2 separate regions of the Mus musculus genome follow, and region 2 is linked to region 1. A link is a contact called in public HiChIP or PLAC-seq data. All regions are on one chromosome and are shown on one strand. The core of a region is the stretch at or near the end of the contact, and the rest is flanking DNA. Distances in the headings are between cores, read along the strand shown.

Region 1 (6,782 bases), core at 3,073-5,572:
ACGCCTCACTGCGGGCTCTTCCCCTCCACTCTGCTGCCCCCTTTTTGAGTAGCCTGCAACATGGAGTATACAGATACTCCCCAGAATGCCAGCAACAGAGTAGAGCTTCTGTACCCGCACACAGGACTAGAAATAGAACTGAGTTATGTGTCCCTCTAAAGGGATCATTGAAGCCAGTTCTCTCAAAAGTGGCATCACAGGAAGCCAGTGTCCATGGTGACCCTGGGATCTTCCCACTTCCTGTACCCTCCTAGTCCCACAGGCACCACCCATCTTGGCTTTCCCAGTTCAAGCCTACTTTAGTCATCATCTCCTTCCCAGATGGTGACAAATGACAAGGAAACAGTGCTGGGCCCTGGCTGATACCATCTGACACACTAAAACTTGTGATCACACTGGCCAGAGAAATCAGACCCCCCAAAGTCAGACTCTACAGTTATATTATGGATAAAATGTAACAGGGACTCCCACTTAAAATGATATAGTTGTTTGGCTTGGTAATAGCTAACATTCCCCAGAGGCTCATTATGTGCTAGGCTCTGCTCCAGTGACTTCACCCATTAAATCACTCACTTCTCACAACACTATGAGGTAGGTACAGTTATTAGACCCACTATGCAGCTGAGAAAATGAGACCAGGGAAAGATAAAATAAACACCCCAGGGCCACTCAGCGGGGGAGCGGAGGAGTGGGGACTGAGGAAGCCTGGTGTCTGGTTCTAGGCTGAGGTCTTCTCCTCAAGTACTTTGCACAACAGGACCAACAGAGCTGGCTGCTGTCCCAGCAGGAAAAGACAGCTGTGTGTGAGAACCACTGGGGTGAACTCATAGGGTCTCTCAGCTATGACAACAGGAAGGTAACTGGAGCAAGCACAAACCACCAGCTAGGTAAGATGGCAAGAAAAATATGACGGCCAAGAGTCTGGTTAACAGAGTTACAGTTTTTCAAAGATTAACATGGCTCAAGGACAGGACCTCATCGTGGTCAAAATGACTGGCTTTGCCAGATACCAACTGATACCAGGACTATCAGAGGGAGGCCTTGAAACTATGAACAAAGTTGAGGATGAGCCAGGCCAGTGCTCAGTGGGTAACGCTTGCCACCCAGCCTGGTGATCTGAAAATGATCATGGGAACAACAGGTAGAAGGAGGGAGGCCTCACGGAGCTGTTCTGACTGCTCAGTGCATGCCATGGCAGTGAGGCCCACCCCCAGTAAGTAAAGACGTCATTTTTAAAGCAGAGGAAAGCCGGGTGTGGTGGCCTATACCTTCCAGTTTAGTGGTTGGGAGGAAGAGGCAGACCGACCACTTTTAGTTCCTGGCTAGCCTGGGCTACATAAGAAGAAACTGTATCCTGCCCGGTGGTAGTGGCACACACCTTTAATCCCAGCACTTGGGAAGCAGAGGCAGGCTGATTTCTGAGTTCGAGGCCAGCCAGGTCTACAAAGTGAGTTCCAGGACAGCCAGGGCTACGCAGAGAAACCCTGTCTCAAAAAAAACAAAACAAAAGAAGAAGAAGAAGAAGAAGACAGGAAGGAAGGAAGGAAGGAAGGAAGGAAGGAAGGAAGGAAGGAAGGAAGGAAAAAGTGAAAAGAAAAAAAAGAGTCTCTGTACATGTCCAGTAGACAACTTTTTGTTCTGCTTTTTTTTTTTTGGTTTTTCGAGACAGGGTTTCTCTGTGTAGCCCTGGCTGTCCTGGAACTCACTTTGTAGACCAGGTTGGCCTTCAACTCAGAAATCCACCTGCCTCTGCCTCCCAAGTGCTGGGATTAAAGGCGTGCGCCACCACGCCCGGCTTTGTTCTGCTTTTTAAAAACGGATGTATTCGTGCTTCTGATCTGGGCAGAAGCCACATTCAGACAACTTTGTGCAGTCAGTTCTCTCTTTCCACCTTTATGTGGGTTCCAGGGATTGAACTCAGGTCACCAGGACTATGTAACAAATATCTGTACTCACTGAGACATCTTGATGATGCTATTTTGTTGTTTTGAAATGGGTTCATGCTGGCCTCAACACCAAGCATGCCCTCCCCCAGGAACCCCCACCCCGACTGAGCTGCACCCCAGTCTACTGTGCACTTGTTTGTTTTCAGATCTCTCTCTCTCTCTCTCTGTAGACCAGGCTGACCTGGAACTCAGAGATCCGCCTGCCCCTGTCTTCTGAGGGCTGGGATTAAAGGCGTGTGCCACCACCCTGTTCCAACCTCAGCTTTTTGTGTTGAGTCAAGAACTCCCTAGACTGACCAGACTGCCCTTGAGCTCATTCTGTATCTCAGACTGACCTTGAACTTGGAATCCTTCTGCATTAGCCTTCCGAGTAGCTGGAATTACATATCATCAGGAATGCATTCATTTTTAATTAATCTATTGATTTTTCAGGGCCAAGCCCCCACACATGCTGGACAAGTGCGGAGCCACAGAGGGTGTTACACCCAAAGCCCTGCTTCTCTTCTTTATTTCATTACACCCACTCACTCCCATAAGCACCCTCTTCACACCTCTGCCAACTCAAGTTAAACCCAGGCTCCCAAAAGGTCACCAATCACCTCTCTCTCTGAAATCCAGGCTGACCTTGAATTTACAAAGCTCCACCTGCTGAACTAAAGGCATGTGCTACGTCCCTGGTCACATCCACCATTTTATATGGCTTCCTGGGCTCCAGCTCAGGCCTCTTCTCACGGCTCTATCTTCCTTGTGCACCCTTCTTTTCTGCATCACAAATCTGATGTGTCGGTTCCACACACTTCCACATCCTCCTGACTGCTTCTTCAGATGTGTCTCAACTGGACTAGCAGCTAAACAAAGCCTGGAGACTGGTCTTGTCCCCTCCCTCCCTGCAGGACCTAGCCCATCACGGGGCTGAGTAGGCCTAACTGATTAAACAATACCTCCATTTCCTAGCCTTTGGCTAAGAAGGCCTGAATCAAAAGCTTCCAGTGGATAGAAAGAGATATGAAGGAAATGTTAAAACTTCACACTAGAGGGGCTGGAGAGATGGCTCGGTGTTTAAGGAGGACTTGCTGCTCTTGCAAATAGCCCAGATTCTGTTCTCAGCACCCACATGGCAGTCACAACTTCCTGTAAGTCCAGTTCTAGAGACCCTGAAGCCCTCTTCATCCACTGCATCTCGTGGTGCACAGACACACATGAAGGCAAAAGGTCCCCATACACCTAGAAATAAGAAGTTTAAAAAAAATATCTGTTGGGTGTGGTGACTCACACCTTTAATCCCAGAACTAAGGATGCAGAGGCAGGCAGATCTGTCTGACTTCAGACTGGCCTGGTCTACACAGTGAATTCCAAGACAGCCAAGGCTATGTAGAGAAATGCTGTCGTCATCGTCGTTGTCATCATCGTCATCATTATAAAAGAAAATAAATAAATCTGAGGTTGGGTATGGTGGTGCAGGACTTTAACCCACCCCACCCCCCAACACATGGGAGGCAGAAGCAGATGCATCTTTGTGAGTTCAAGGCCAGCCTGGTCTACTTAGAAAGCTCCAGGGCAGCCTAGGCTATAAGAGACCCTGTCTCAAAGACAACAAACAAACAAACAAAAGAAAAACAAAAGTTCTATCCAAACAAACTCCCTGGTGATGCTCACTCCAATGACTCTCCCCATCACTTGCCACACTCTACCACCACCAGCCTTTCTGTTCCAGGGTACATCCAGTTTATTTCTGCCTCTATCCTCTTCTCGGAACACTCTCTCACATCTTCCCATGGCTGGCTCCTTATCTAGGTCTCCACACACGTGTCATCTTTTCAAACCACAGTATCGAATGCCCTGTATTTTACACTCAAACAAATCATATCCCTACAAATACTAGAAAGTTTCACATTGTCACTTCTTCACCTAAAACTGAAAGGACAGGAAAGCCCACCATTTACCCTAGGGGCATGCCACGACCCCGACTTGACCCGCATAGTAGTGCAAAGACTGACAAACTCCTACTTATCCTCCCAGAGACCCTCCTGCAGTGCCCTGCCGGAACCCCGCCACCCACTGGCTGCTTACCTCTGACTCAGTCAGGTGCACTAGGACGGGACGTCGGAGTCCGGGCGACTCCACCAGCCCTTGGAGGGTGTGGCCGACGACTGCTCCAGGCTTTGGTCGGGGCGCCCCGCACCCCGGGACCGGGAGCCGGCAGGCTGTCACCTAGTCTTGCAGCTCAGCCCGCTTCCGGCGCCGCTGTCATCGGAACCGGAAGGCGCGGCGGTTGCCTCTCGGGTGGGTCCGGGCTCGCCCATGCGTGGTGTCGCGGAGCGTGGGGAGACAGTGTGTCTCGCCCGCGGCTTTGCAAGGAATGCCGAATGAATCGTTCGCCGGAGCCAGGCAACAGTTAGCGCCTGCGCAGTGCCGGGACGCCTGGCCTCTGCGATCCGGAGCAAACCTGGGTTTCCGCGCGTCAGAACCACCGACGGGTTGTCACGAGTTTCTACCGGAAGTATTAGCTGGCGCACCTGCCTAATCCGGGCCCCCAACCACAGTAAACTAGGTCTTAAATGTCCAGGCTGGGATAGGGGACACGGAGGCAGGACGAGCGCCGGGAGTTCCAGGCCAGTCTAGACTACAAAGCGACACTCTGGCTCAGAAAATAAACAAAGCTGGGTATTGTGGTACCCGCCTATAATCTTATAATTATAAGAAGATCAGAGATCCAGGGATACAAAGTGAGTTAGGCCAGCCTGAGCTACGACAGAGAGAGGGGGAGGACAGGGGGAGGGTTAAAGTACACGCAGGTCCCTTGGTCCACCCCCAGCACCCGAAAAATGAACATTTTAAGAGACCATTACATGTATGTGGTCCAGTGATTAAGTATTTCCTGCGATGCATTTTGAACTAGCAAATAATGTTAAAGGAAGAGTCTGAGGTAACAGGGAAAGTGCTTGCAAAACAAGTGTGAGGGGCTGAGTTGAGATCCCAGGTACTGTTAGAAAGCTGGCTCGCACCTACTGGCGCGGGCCTGTAATTGCAGGAGTGGGGTTAGCAGAGACTTAAGGATTCTTGTGTTTGCCTGCCAGCTAATGTAGCTAAAAAGCAGAGCTCTAGGATCAAGAGAATAAAGTGGAGAGTGTTGGAGCGAGACTCCCCAAATCCTTCTCTGGCCCTCACACACTTGTACAGGCAAGCACACCCACGTTCACATCACACACACACAATTTTTAAGAGTTCGGTTTTTGTTCTTACGGGCTCACCTAACCCTATGCATCCATAGCCCCCAGCCCAGCTGCTCTCTGTAAATAGCCCCTCTTTAGGGGCAAAATGAAATAGGGGTTGTATACATGCCCTAACTAAAAAGAATGAAGGAGCCGGGTGTAATGGCACACACTTTTAATTCCAGCACTGCGGAGGCAAAGGCAGGCAGATCTGAGTTTGAGACCAGGAAAAAAAAAAAAAAAAAGAAAAGAAAAGAAGAAAGAACCGGGCAGTGGTGGCACATGCCTGTAATCCTAGCACTTGGGAGGCAGAGACAGGCGGATTTTTTAGTTCGAGGCCAGCCTGGTCTACAGAGTGAATTCCAGGACAGCCAGGACTGCACAGAGAAACCCTGTCGAAAGAAAGAAAGAAAGAAAGAAAGAAAGAAAGAAAGAAAGAAAGAAAGAAAGAGAAAGAAAGAGAGAAAGAAAGAGAGAAAGAAAGAGAGAGAATCTTTTGAGAAAGGGTCTTTGATACCTACCCAGGACTGGCCTTGAACTCCTTACATCACGAAGGACCTCTTTCTACCTTCTGTGTACTGAGATTACAGGTGTGTGCACCATCACCTGGGGTCCTCCAGCAACTCATGCACTCCCCTCTCCCCGCCCCCGTTTTTTTCCTTTCTTTTTCTGGCTTTTCAAGACAGGATTTCTCTGTGTAGCCCTGGCTGTCCTGCAACTCACTCTGTAGACCAGGCTGGCCTCGAATTCAGAAATCTGCCTGCCTCTGCCTCCCAAGTGCTGGGATTAAAGGCGTGCGCCACCACGCCAGCTAGGCAGGGTTTTTTGTTTGTTTGTTTGTTTGTTTGTTTTTTGTTTTTATGAGTACACTGTTGATGTCTTCAGACACACCAGAAGAGGGCATCAGATCCCATTACAGATGGTTGTGAGCCACCATGTGGTTGCTGGAAATTGAACTCAGGACCTCTGGAAGAACAGTTGGTGCTCTTAACCGCTGAGCCACCTCTCCAGCCCCCAGCTTCTTTTTTACTGCAGGTTTTCCTACAGCCATTACATGCTCCTCTTTCCGCCTCCTCCACCTTGCACAATCTAGCTTTGTTTTCTTTACAGCCTTGGCTTGAAATCATGTGTTTATGTGTTGATTTTGCTTTCTTGCCCCTATCTCCGCCTCCCCAACTTTTAGAATAAAAGCTCCATTGGGCTCAGGACTTTGTCTTCATCGCTACTGGAACATAGTGAGCCACAGAGATGCTGGGAGCTGACCAACATTCTCTGCTTAATAAAAGAGGAAGCTGTGGCTCACAACCTGCTGAAACACAGCAGGGAAGAGGGCGGTGCAAAGAGGGAAGTTAGCCCGCAGGGGCATCGTGACCCCAGCATCCTGGAGATGCCTGGCGGTGTCTCAGAGCTTGGGTGGTCCCAGCCCTACGCGGAAGTCGCGGGGGCGAGGAGTTGAATGAGCTCTGCTTAGGGCGAAAAGCCAGAGCTGAAGAACCCGAACCCCAGCCGGCAGGACCTCACAAGCTTTCTAGAAAGCCCCAGGCTTTCCCACTTCCTCTCCCACCCTGCCTCACCATCAAGCAGGGTGTGAACAAAGCCGGCTTCTACCAGAACCTGGAGCGGC
Region 2 (7,124 bases), core at 4,530-7,029, 1.3 Mb before region 1:
CTTAAGAAACCACTGAATTTGGCAATACCATATTTGGTGTCCTTTAAGGGGGCAATTTCAGAAAAGTAGGTAAACAGATAACAATGTGCTAGTAATTTCAGGTGGCAAGGGCAAAAGGGAAGGAGGAACACAGACTGAGTGAGAGTGTTTGCTCTAGTTTCCAAGCTGAAAGGCCTGGTGAGAAAGGAAAAGTCATCTTTACAAACAAGACTGCCCCACACTATCACAGAACAGTGGCTTCTTCATGCTTAGATGTCGTCTTCAAATGAATTTACCCGTCTAACTCTTACATGAATTTCCAGTCTCGCTCTCAGGAGTCCACACTGGGGAGTGGAGTAGAGTAGTGTGCATCTTCAGGTGCTCACAGGACAAAGCCTCTGGGAATTTGGGAGGGGAAGCAGCGTGCAAATGACAAGGTAACAAGAGCTCAAAGGGGACAACGGTTCAATCAAAGTGAAGTGTGCTTTGTATTGTTGGTGTCCTACTTCTCCATAAACGACAAGTTAAGCTGGGCATGCTATTGCACACCTGTAATCCCAGCACTCAGGAGGCAGAGGCAGGTGGATTTCTGTGAGTTCCAGGCCAGTGTGATCTGTAGGAAGAGAAACCTTGTCTCAAAACAAACAAACAAAAATCCAACCAAACAAAAAAAATGAGAGTGGATAAACAGACGAGACGAGCAGTTAGCTAAAGGAGAGCAGCTGCTTGTCAGCAGGCGAGGCAGGAAGGTAGCTTTAAGGATGAACAGGCTGAAGTGTAACTGTCACAACCACTCATGGGCAATTCCTCTTGACTCAGTAGCAAATGTCTAACAAAGGCCATAGAGAAACTGGGAATAAAGATTTATAACATTTTATTATAGAAACAAACTGTCCTTACTTCCATAGAAGACTATTTTCACTCACAGAATGAAGGTTTGTATGAAGTGGGTAGTAACTTTCTATAATCTAGCAAGCCTAATAAGGCCATCCTGCCATCAGGACACAGTCTCTGGGACCAGCAGGGTAAGCTCAGCGAGTGCAGGTGCTCGCTCTCCGCCCGAGTCTGACCCCTGATCCCAGGGCAGAAGGAAGGGAAGCACCAACTCCTCAAAGGTGCTCTTGGACATCCACATTCAAACTGTAGTATGCCAGCACCTATGCACATACCCAACGCAACACACACACACACACACACACACACACACACACACAAGCAAAAATAGAGTACACAAGCTTTTTCAAGAGCAAATTATAAAGAAAATGTAATAGGCTGGTTCCTCAAAAGCTAGGATAGAGAAAAGCCTGAAGTACTGTTCCTGATCTCTAACATGGTGGGTAGTGGTCAGGCTTTTGCTGGGGTGATGTGTTTGTGAGCTACCCTAAGAAGAAGAGGACAAGTACGTAAAGGGGACTCTTATTAGCAGTGTCTATCTCATCACACACAAGGTGTGCCGGCTAGGGAACACTAGCTGTGTAGTGACTGCCTAACAGTCTGATATTGCCCCATGCTGGGAGGGTTAAATAACAGTCTCACACACACACACACAGAGACACACACACACCACACATACACACACACACACAATTGGGAGTAACAGGTCTTCTCTTTTTTAGCTCTCTGCAAAGCTTTACACTTGGGCTGTCAAGATGGCTCAGCCAGTCTTCCACCACACCTGATGGCATGATTATAATCCCGGGACTCACTTGGGGAAGCCAACTCCAGCATGTTATCTTCTAGTCTCCACAGGCATGCTGTGGCATACATCTACTAACCGACATCCACATATTTTTTAAAAATGTAGTGAGAAAAATTCAAAGTTGTGCTATCCAAGTTGAAATCCTACATCATCAAGGCCTCTTTCCCCCTCTAAAGGAGCCACTGAAATGGAAACCCCTCTGCTTCCTTGGAGAGGCCTCTCTTGTAGGCCCAACCCCGGGTTGAACAGCTCAGCTAGCATCACGTCAGTGAAAAGGCCCTTCCTCTGTAGAGAAAGCTGAAGTCTCAACTCACAAGACCCTCACATCAAGCTCTAATATGGTAACATCAACCTGACATGGCAAATCTATCTGCTCAGGGTTTCACATTCAAAGGACTTACTGACAAGTCAGACTCAAGTCGCTTTTTAAAGCTAAGCTTGGTGGTGTTCATCTTTAATCTCAGCACTTGGGAAGGAGGAACAAGCGGATCTCTGAATTTGAGGCCAGCCTGGTCTACAGAGCAAGTTCCAGAACAGCCAGGACGACACACACACACAAACATGGTGTGCCCACCAAAAATAAATAAATAAAAGTTTTTATTTTTATTTTTTTGAGTGTTGTACCTAAATGTCTGTCAGTCCGTCACGTATGTGCCAAGTGTACTCACAGGCCAGGAGAAGGCATTGGACCTCCAGGATCTCAAACTGGAGTTACAGATGGTTAGCTGCCAAGAGGATGCTGTGAACCAAGCCGGCTCCTCTATGAGAGCACCAAGTGATCTTAACTGCTGAGCCATCTCCCCTCCCCCCCCCCCTTCCTTTAAGATATGTTCTCCCTAAATAGCCCCACCTAGCTTAGCTACATATACCAGACTGGCTTTGAACTTACAGTTATCCTTCTGTCTCTGCTTCAGATGCTGGGATCATACACATGTACAACCTGCTGGATTCAAGTGCTAACATTTCTTTTTTAAACACTAGATGAGAACTCAATTTTTCTCTAATGAGTCAGAAATTAAAAATTATAAAATTAGGTAAATCCTATAAGTTTTATCATAATTTTAAACAGAAATTCAAGCACTATTAATATTCTTTCTGGAAGATGTTGAAGGACAGTTTGTACAAGTAAGTTTTTCTTATGAGCTTTCATAATCAACTTCAGTTGGGATGGCGACCTACTGCCCTCAAAGGTCTTTCCTTAGGGTTAGCAGTGTAGTTTGGTGGCTAAACAGTACTCAGTGTGGTGGCTTGAATGAAAATGGCTCACAGGGAGCAGCATTACTGGGAGGTGTGGTCTTGCTGGAGGAAGTATGTAATGGTGGGTGGACTTTTGAGGTTTCAGATGCTCAAGCCAGGCCCAGTGTCACCATATCTTTGTGCTGCCTGTACATCTAGATGTAGAACTCTCAGCCTCCTCTCCGGCACCAGCTCTGCCTGCATGCCATCATGCTTCCCGCTGTGAAAATGGACTAAACCTCTGAACTATAAAACAGTCTCAATCAAATGTTTTCCTTTAGAAAAGCTGCTGTGGTCATGGTGTCTCTTCATAGCAATAGAAATTCCAACTAAGACAACCAATAATTACAATGTCTTAGGCTCAATCCCCCAACAGGGACTGGGGGAAAGGTGGAGATCTTTCAAGAAAGATGTTAGTTAAAGTCATTTTGGGTAAAGCACACCCAAGTTGGTTATCAATCACTCAACAAGTATATGGATGGCCTAAAATATGAATGGGACTTAGCCCAAGCCTTTTCAGGCTCCAAAGCTTACAGTCTACTTGGCAAGACACAGTATGGTTGAAGTAATATGTGACTATGTGCTAAAAACAAAGGGTGTAAGTTGGGCAGTGGTGGTGTACCCCTTTAATTCCAGCCCTCCAGAGGCAGAGGCAGGTGGATCTCTCTGAGTCTGAGGTTACAGAGTGAGTTCCAGAGAGAGAGTACAGTGAAACTCTGTCTTGAAAAAAAAAAACCAAAAAACAAAAAAGAAGTAAAACCAAACCAAACCAGAAACATGTACACATACATACATACACACACACATATACATATACTTCATAACTGTATTGAGAGAGGAGATTCTGCTGTGGGCTGGTTTTTCACTAACTGCAGATGAAGGTAGGCTGTGGCTGGAAGGACGGCAGGATTCTGAAAATGTTGAGAAAGATCCTGCAAGCAGCCGTTTAGTTTGAGAAATTTGTTCACATCACATCCACTGTCATTTCTTCTTTCCTCCTTCCTACCTCTGGGCAGGAATCAACCACACCTAACCTCATACTCATTTGATTGCTTCAAGAAACCTTGTAAGGCGCACAACATACCCTCGATTTACAGGCGGGAAAGTGAGGATGAGAAGACTCGAGCAGCTGGGTCAGAACCGGTGTGTTCTGCCGTGTGGTCTCGCAGCGGGGATAGTGTGGGAAGGAAGGAAAGCAATAGCCCTGTGGGGCACATGAAAAGACAGGCTAGCTCCGGCTGGCTCCGAAAGCCAACCGAAGATTAAACCTAATTCCCTCCAGCAACAGAAGGGTTTCTAACATTTCAAGAGGAAGGGTATTAAGTGACTGAAAGACTAACCACCAGTTAGGGAAGAGTTTTAACAACGGCCCAAGTGAGAGACAATGAAGACATAAATTAGAATTACCAAACAACTTAAGTGTTGTAAAATTTTACTTTTAAACTACCAAGAATTTTGTAACACCCATTCCCCTCCCCCGCCCCTCCACACAGGTTTCCGGTTTATAAATCAGTTTCAGGGAGGCAAAACTTCTAACCAATAAATCTCGGGATTAGCTACTAAAAACCAAAGGGCACAGCTGACCAACAAGTAACGTCATTTCCCCCGTTCAACAACTATTAATATTATCAGAGGTTTTTAACAGGCTTAGTAGGTTAATTTTGGAACTGTCAATAATATAGCAGGAATCAGGCGTTCACAAATTCCAAAGTTCCCTTTTGCGGGGGTTGGGGGAAAACGAATGCCTTTTAAGCAACTCCGTTTACCGAAGCTTCCAAAGACTTTTCAATTTTCCATTCCGAAACCGCGGGATACTGTCAACTGAAGGGAGACTTATTTCCATATTAAAGCCCTAACTAACCTCCACGAAGCAAAGATCCAATCAACATCTGCAGACTAAGCGAGGCCAGGCCTACGGTGCAAGAACGCCCTACATCCTAGGCAACTCCAACGCGGGTCTGCTCCAAGACGAAGTTCTCATCAATTGGAAATTAAGTTTAGGAGAAAAGCCTACCAGCAACTAACCTCCTGCTTTTCCAGCCCCGATTTCACTCAAGTCCTCAAGGGGACGTTTTCCCAAAGTACACCGCAGTGCCACTTCTGGAAGATGACAAGCGCCCTGCCATGTTAGCCACCTCCCAGGACCCAGACTAAGAAATGGGGGCGCTCGGGAAAGTTTCCCCAAGGCCCGATCCGCGCCGGAAGAGGCGTTTTCGGGAGTGAGTATTGCTGTGGCAGGCGCCAGCCTTACTCACCGCGACCGGGCGGCCGTGCTCCGGGCCGTCCGCTGCGTCCAGGCGCGCGGCCGCCGGGGCCGAGGCGGGGGCCGGAGCGGCAACCGGGGCCGTGGCGGCGGCCGGCGGCTGCCGGTGCTTGCCGGCGCGCTTGGCCTTGGCCTGGATGCAGCGCTGGTGCAGGGCAAAGGTGTGCTGGCGCTCGAGCTCCAGGCGCTCGGGAGACACAGCCTCGTAGCGGGCCTCACAGGTGCTGTGGTGGCGCCGGCACAGTTCGATGCGCCGGCGGAGGCGCTCCATGACCGCGCTGTGCCGCGGCAGCGCGAACTCCGCCATGGGGCAGGTGGGTAGCACCATGGGCCGCGGGCGGCACTGGCCGGGCCCGGGCCTCCCGGCGCCGGCTGCCACTTCGGGTTCCTCCGCTTCTGACGGCCCGGATCCGCCTCACGCCCGCGCCATGTCCGGCCGGGCTGTGGAGCGGGCTCGGGCGCGGCGGCGGGTCTTCCTCCGGCCCCGCTCGGCCCGATTCCAGGCCGGGGAACACCGCCCGCCTCAGGCTTCGGCCTGTCCGCTATACCCCTGCCCCATTGTTTTCCGCGCCGCTGCCGCCGCCATCTTAAAATTGTTTTCGGGGCTTTCGGAAGAGGGCGGGGCCTGGGCCGGCGAACTCTGCGTCACTGCTGATGGACCGAAGCTCTAGCCAATCAAAGGAAACCCGCTGCCCGAGGGCGTGGGGGACAAGCACGTCAGGAATTTTCGGGTATTTAAACTGAACACTCTGGCGAGGAGGGAAGCCCGAGGCGGGCTCAGTGCGGGAGAGTGAACTGTGACTGACGGGAACCTATCCAAGAAGAGCCACGTTTTCTGAACACCGCCCCCTGAAAGCAGTCCCTTCCGGGTTCGTGAGGAACGCGGGTTAAGTCTGAGTGAGGTGGAAGCCTTAAGACCCAGATGTCCAAAGCTGTCTATCTTTTTAGTCCACCCACACTATTTCGAGGTCAGCCATTTCCGACCTCATTCTTTACATACAGCCACGTAATTGATCAGAATTGTTTTGAGCTTGAGCGACCTAGTAGAGATAGTTATCACTGACTGGTACTGTGAGCAATAGCTCATTACTTGGAGGGGTGAGGGTGGGAAAGAGCCTCAATACTGGGGACTGGAGTTATTTAGATCTACAGGGGCATACACTTAAAAACCGACTGATATATAAAATTGAGTCACTCAAAATCCAATCCAAAGCACTGGGTTCCAGTGATGCCACTAGCAAGCAAGTGAGCGAAGGTAAAAAGCCAGGAAAGGACCAAAAAATGTTCTGGATGGTTACTGACACCCAAACTGCCATAGGAGATGCTGGGAGGCTTTGCAATAGAAGACCTCACGAGCCACTCAAACATGTCACCCTTTAACCTCTTACTAGAGTTCATTAAAGTTTTATTTTTAAAATCACAAAGAAAAAAAGCTAACAGCCAAGTGTTTTTATACACATGGAGTTAAAATAAGAAAAAGGAATTCTAAGTTTTTGGTGGCGGGAGTGGCAAAGATAAGTGAGCACTGCTTCTTCCCAGTGCCAAGCATTACAATCAGCACTCAAGTGAAACCAGCAGCTTTTGTATGCAGTGATGAAGGACTGAACCCAGGACCTCATGAGTACGCTGCAGCTGTCTTCACATACACACTAGAAGAGGGCATCGGATCCCATTACTGATGATTATGAGCCACCATGTGGTTGCTGGGAATTCAGGACCTCTGGCAGAGCAGTGGGGTACTTAGCTGCTGAGCCAACTCTCCAGCCCACCATTAAACTGTAGTGTCAGGTACCCCAGATTGCCCTCAAATATATTGTCTGAGGCTGGCCTGCCTCTGCTTCTGATCACACCATTACGCCCAGTTAGAAGTGCAAGGTTATCTTCAAAACTCTATAGTGTATGGATTCAGGACGCAACCTAAAACACAAAATATCCTGGGCATGACTT

What was found. HiChIP or PLAC-seq counts read pairs in DNA pulled down with a chosen protein or histone mark.
Region 2: an H3K4me3 HiChIP or PLAC-seq map of bone marrow-derived macrophages shows a contact between it and region 1, with 5 times the contacts expected there. The contact joins the promoter of Maml1 here to the promoter of Rmnd5b in region 1. A contact is called at or near these places in 2 of 39 promoter capture datasets (liver and pre-B cells), 1 of 484 Hi-C or Micro-C datasets (B cells), 1 of 115 datasets of contacts at active chromatin or transcription factors (bone marrow-derived macrophages) and 1 of 9 other capture datasets (liver).

The regions. Positions count from the first base shown.
Region 1 is chr11:51,631,574-51,638,355 of GRCm38.p6, forward strand. Rmnd5b (required for meiotic nuclear division 5 homolog B) reads right to left here and starts at 4,323. Exons shown (of 10, transcript NM_025346.1): 1 at 4,017-4,323.
Region 2 is chr11:50,286,557-50,293,680 of GRCm38.p6, forward strand. Maml1 (mastermind like transcriptional coactivator 1) reads right to left here and starts at 5,780. Exons shown (of 5, transcript NM_175334.3): 1 at 5,170-5,780. The coding sequence starts at 5,505.